Linked DNA regions of Sus scrofa: region 2 is linked to region 1. The links are chromatin contacts, called in public HiChIP or PLAC-seq maps. All regions are on one chromosome and are shown on one strand. The core of a region is the stretch at or near the end of the contact, and the rest is flanking DNA. Distances in the headings are between cores, read along the strand shown.

Region 1 (2,609 bases), core at 72-2,571:
ACACTGCTGTACGCCCTCTAGGCTGGACACACAGTGGGAGCACAATACCACCAGCCGTGGCACTCATCAGAAAATTGTACAGGCCCAGCGCAGAGCCGGGACTCCACGGCATGTGGAGGTTCCCAGGGTAGGGGTCGAATCGGAGCTGTAGCCACTGGCCTACACCACAGCCACAGCAACGCAGGATCCGAGCCACGTCTGCAACCTACACCACAGCTCACGGCAACGCCGGATCATTAACCCACTGAGCAAGGGCAGGGACCGAACCCGCAACCTCATGGTTCCTAGTCGGATTCGTTAACCACTGCGCCACGACGGGAACTCCTCAAAACTCTTTATGCTCACCTGCTGAAGCCTGGATTGTTCCAGAAACATCTCCAGGGAGCATCCTTGTGTGGATTTGCTGTTCCCTCTGCCTGGGGTTCATGCCATACCACCAGGCTCCAGGAGAGCTGGGTCCACTCCAGGAGTCTTTTCACATGCCCGCACAAGGCCCTGGGGCTGCTTGCAGTCTGGTGTAATCCCTTCCACTCAGCGCGGCTCCAGACCCACCCGCGTCCCTCTCCCTAACTTTACAGGAGCTGGCAACAGAGAGGCTTGCAATCTTGCCAAACCAGCCCACCTCCCCCTTTTTTTTTTTTTTTTTTTTTTTTTTTTTTTGGTTTTCACCCAAGAACGGAGGTATCTTTCACCCAAAATGGAATGGCTCCTCATACTCCCAACCAGGCAGGGCCCGGCCAATGTTCCATCTCTGATCCAGAAGGTCACTGACTTGGCTCCTCCTTCCTCCTCCCTGCTGGACTCCATCCTCTTAAGAACTAAAAATAATGGGGGCGAGAGGAAAGAGGGGAGAGGGAGAAGCCGCTGAAAGCATAGGAAGTGCTTTGGCGCACAGAGGCCCAGCACACCTCTCCCACTGCTGGGCCGCTGCAGCCCAGGGGGGAGCAACAATAGGAGGAAACGGCGCGGGGGGGGGGGGGGGAGGGAGGAGCGGGGGGGGGGGGCTGGCGGCCTCTGGGAGCTGACTTCCTCAGGGACAAAGCTCACAGGACAGAAATGCTCAGCCTTTCCTCTGGGAAAGGGCGTCCGGGGTTCTGCCCAGCTGGTAAGGCCGCCCCTGCACTACTCGAGCAGGTCTCTTCCCTCCCTTTGCCTTGTCCACCCCTCCCCAGAGATTTTATTTTTAATTTGGTCAAAATGCAAAAAAACAAAGCTGAGTTACAGAGGGTGGAAATTTACTGAAGGTCCTTACTAGTCAGCAAACAACTGGCACTAAAGGCCTGGGACTGCTCACTCAGCACCCCCAAGGCCCCTTGCGGTCCCTTCCTCACAGGGGCCAGTGTCCTGACTGCCCCAGGCCTGCCCGCCCCAGCCCTACTGCTACTCCTCCAGCTAAGTCCCTTCTTCTGAGTTCCCAGGAGGACCAGGCAGGCAGTGGAGTGGGCGCCAACAGCATGTGGGGGCTTCCGGCAACGGTAATACCTAGGTGATTCATCTTGACAGGTACTGGAGCCAGACACAGGGCTAGGTGCTTGATTAGGAGGTATTAGGAGGACGCAGAGAGATTGAACACCTTACCCAAGGTACTCTACAATGGTAACAGCAGATGGACAGTTGAGATTTGAACCCAGGAAGTCTGGCTCCAAGGTCCAAGCTCGTCATCACTCTGCCAGGCTGCATCAGTGGTCATTTGTTTCTGTTTTGTTTTGTTTTTAGGGCCGCACCTGCAGCTTATGGAGATTGCCGGTCTAGGGGTCAAACCAGAGCTGCAGCTGCAGGCCTACACCACAGCCACAACAATGCCAGATCTGAGCTGTGTCTGCAACCTACACCACAACTCACAGCAACACTGGATCCTTAACCCACTGAGCGAGGCCAGGGATGGAACCCGCATCCTCATGGATACTAGTTGGGTTCCTTTGCTCTGAGCCACAACAGGCAACTCCTCATTAGTTATTTGTAACATGTAACCTTTCTGCCAGATAAACCCAGGTTTAGATCCTGTTATTCCTGGCTGATGGTATTGGCAAGTTGCCAAGCTTCAGCTTCCTCATCTGTAAAATGGGACCCCTTCCCCAAGTCCTGCAGGGTGGTTTCCAGGATTAAACTCTCTCTGAATAGCGCCTGCTCTGCACACAGAAGCACTGAGTTGGCAGGGTGGGGGGCGGAGGTCACCGGACGACACAGCCCACCTCCGTTGTGTGGGCTATAAGCCCCCTGAGGGCAGGAGCCTGTCTGTGCGATGAAACACACAGAGGGGACCCTGGACTGCTCAGTAGAATGAGCAGCAGGTCTGATCGCCTCCTCTTCCAGGCAGCCTGGGCCTTTCCAAGAGGCAAGTGCAGAGAGCAAGGGCCACAGCTGGCAGGCAGTGGGGCCTCAGCAACAGGCCTAGTCCTTGCGGTGAAATGACCCCTGGAACTGCTGGGGGCTGGCCTTAAACAGAATCTTTCAGAGTTCCTGTCATGGCTCAGCAGAAACGAATCTGACTAGCATCCATGAGGATGCAGGTTCCATCCCTGGCCTCGCCCAGTGGGTTAAGGATCCAGTATTGCCATGAGCTGGGGTGTAGGTTGCAGATGTGGCTCAGATCTGGCATGGCTCTGGCT
Region 2 (2,609 bases), core at 78-2,577, 120 kb after region 1:
GGGATCCTCCCCCACGGGTGAATTGGGTGGCTGTGGGGACAGGGGATCGTCACTCAAGGAGCCCTCGATTGGAAGGTTGGCCCTTGCTCTCCTGTGTTCATCACATCTACCAAGTGGTTGGTTGGACCCTGAGATAGAGACCTTTCCTTACAGCCTCTGCTTTACGTGAACATGCACTTGGGGAAGAGAAGCATTAACTAGACTTTATCGTTCACATAGAACTCACTGTGTCCACACCTGCAATGATTTCAGTCAACTGCAGCCATATCAACAAAGCACCATTAACATGGACCACTGATTTCTGTATTGCACTGGGCAGTAATTTTAGTTACTATAAGCATTCTACTTGAACTTTTAACTGGTAGGGTCAGGCCCAGAGCAAGGTCTCTCTGGAGCTAAACTTCCCAGGGTAATGAATAAAGCACACACAGCATTAAGGAAGGGCAGATGTGTCCACGACATCTTTCCAGCTTCCTTCTAGAAAGGGTTCCTTGGGAATGTACGTTTTTTTTCCTCAATGGAATTAGCTCATCAGTTCATGTTCTCTTTACCTTCGCCCCACCCCCGAATCAAAACTTGAAACTAATTTCATGGGAAACTGCTCTACTAAAGGGATGTTGGAAAGGATCTGATCAAATACTTACATTGATTACTATTAAACTACAAATTAAGGACCCAGTCTTAAGGTTTCCCTTCTAGAGACTTCGGGTGAGCATATTTTAGTCTTAAAGGAATAAAAATGGATAAGGGTAGATCTTAGGCATCGGTCATCAGAAAACCTTTCCTTGACAATATTTTGTAAGGAAAAAAAAATCTTCCCGGCACTAGCGTTCTTCAAATGAAACCATATAAAAACTACTCTGCCTTACTTGTTTGTCCCTTAGAAGATCCAAGCAAATACCGTCAGCATCCCCTGGAGGTGGTGGGATCATCCAGTGATGCGGATTTGATGTCACAGCAGCTAAAATTCCTTTGCCTTCCTGAACATCCATTCACAGTTTCCACTTATTTTAGGCTCCTTAAATTCTCAAAAGTCTTACATGAGATTTAATTTGGGGGTCAAGACCCTTTTTTAAGCACTATTTATTTAGTTATGCATGGGGCGGGGGGTTCAACCATCTCGATTCAGGGTTTCCAGCACATCCTTAGGAGCAAAGGCGCGATATAAAATCTCATGCACAGAGGCACTCGCACAGCACCTCTGGTTTCCCAAGTGCTTGTAAACTGTCAAGTGACTCAGAAATACCAGGGACTCATCCTGACAGAGTCCAGAAGGAAAGGATGACTTCATCTGAAGCCGACCCAAAGAAGAAGGCACATCTGTCATCTCCCGGACAGTGTTCCAGGCGGAGCCTGAGCTCCTGGAAGCGGGATGTGTGTCAAGGCTCAGCTCACATCTGGCTGCCTCATCCAGGGGAGCTCTCAGCCCCAGAAAAGTCAGGAATGCTTCAGGCACTGCTCCCCAAACCGGAAATGAGGCCTGGCTAGCCCCTGGGGGAGACCTGACTCTGCTGCTGCTAGCAGCTCCCACCTGCATCTGAGGAACCTAGGTTAGTCATTCCTCACCTCCCCCAGGTGGGCCCTTTGGCAGCCTGAAAAAACCCATCTGAAGCTCTCCTTGCTCATTATCTGGACCCTGGTGTCTCTCCACGGCTGCTCAAGGCTTAAAGAGGACCAGCTGTTCTGCGGCTGCCCTGATGCTCTACAGCTGTAATTGGGAACCAATGTGCACTTGGGCCTCCATCGCTTAATCCTACTGAATAATTCTGCCTGGCTGGAAAAGCAAAATGCTTCGCCTTCCAGCTGCTAAAATTGCCCAGCTACTTGACACCTTCCAGCTGCTAAAACTGCCCGGCCACTTACCACCATAGCATGAGGTGATGTGTCAGCCACCCTTCCTTCCATCACTCCAACCTCTTCTTGCCAACAAACAAACAAAAAAATCCACAGTCTAAGTAGTGAGCTGATTTATTGAAGGATATCGTGTGGCTTACAGAATTTCCAGGAAGTCCAGAAAATCATGTCTGGAGGCTCTACAGCCTGGAGCAACCCAGATCATCTTCCCACCACTGCTGGCGTGCAGGTGCCGTTGGCATATTAGATACCGAGATAGGACACCATCACCAGGACCTCTGCCCCTGTCACCCCTGTGGCTCTGAGATCTCAATGATTGCTCCACTGAGCCCCCAGGAAAGAATTCCTCCAGGTGCTTCTCACAAAGGTACATCTGATTGGCGATGCCTGGGTCACTTGCCTGTGACCTAGCTGCAAGGGGTCCTGGGAAATGTAGTTCTGGCCTAAAAGACTAATAATAAGAAAGGTATTTATCCAAAAGATGTTAAAGAGTCACCAATATGACCCATATGCACTTTACATGGCCCTTTATTTTAGTCACAATTGTCTGAAAATAGGCATTATATATATATTATTAATATATATCATTCACTTATTTTAAATCTGCTATTTAAAAAAATTGAGATGCAGTTGATTTACAATATTACATTCGTCTCAAGTATATACCACATATAAACCTGTTTCTTTTTTTTTTTTTTAATCCTTTTTTGGCTACACCCATGGCATAGGGAAGTTCCTGGACCAGGGACTGAATC

What was found. HiChIP or PLAC-seq counts read pairs in DNA pulled down with a chosen protein or histone mark.
Region 2: a contact with region 1 is called in an H3K27ac HiChIP or PLAC-seq map of skeletal muscle. The contact joins two enhancer-like sites. A contact is called at or near these places in 6 of 47 Hi-C or Micro-C datasets (embryonic fibroblasts, heart right ventricle, mesenteric adipose tissue and 3 more) and 2 of 2 datasets of contacts at active chromatin or transcription factors (alveolar macrophages and skeletal muscle).

What each region holds. Positions count from the first base shown.
Region 1 is chr10:14,387,505-14,390,113 of Sscrofa11.1, forward strand. The region is part of intron 3 of ITPKB (inositol-trisphosphate 3-kinase B); the gene reads right to left. Among named protein-coding and RNA genes, the nearest start is that of ITPKB, 81 kb to the right of the region's middle. Within about 2 kb of position 1,322, at least 18 of the 83 cell types and tissues checked have an H3K27ac peak or open chromatin away from gene starts, as enhancers often do. A contact at or near this core is called in skeletal muscle, where this site is marked.
Region 2 is chr10:14,511,269-14,513,877 of Sscrofa11.1, forward strand. No RefSeq gene overlaps it. Among named protein-coding and RNA genes, the nearest start is that of PSEN2, 32 kb to the right of the region's middle. Within about 2 kb of position 1,328, at least 14 of the 83 cell types and tissues checked have an H3K27ac peak or open chromatin away from gene starts, as enhancers often do. A contact at or near this core is called in skeletal muscle, where this site is marked.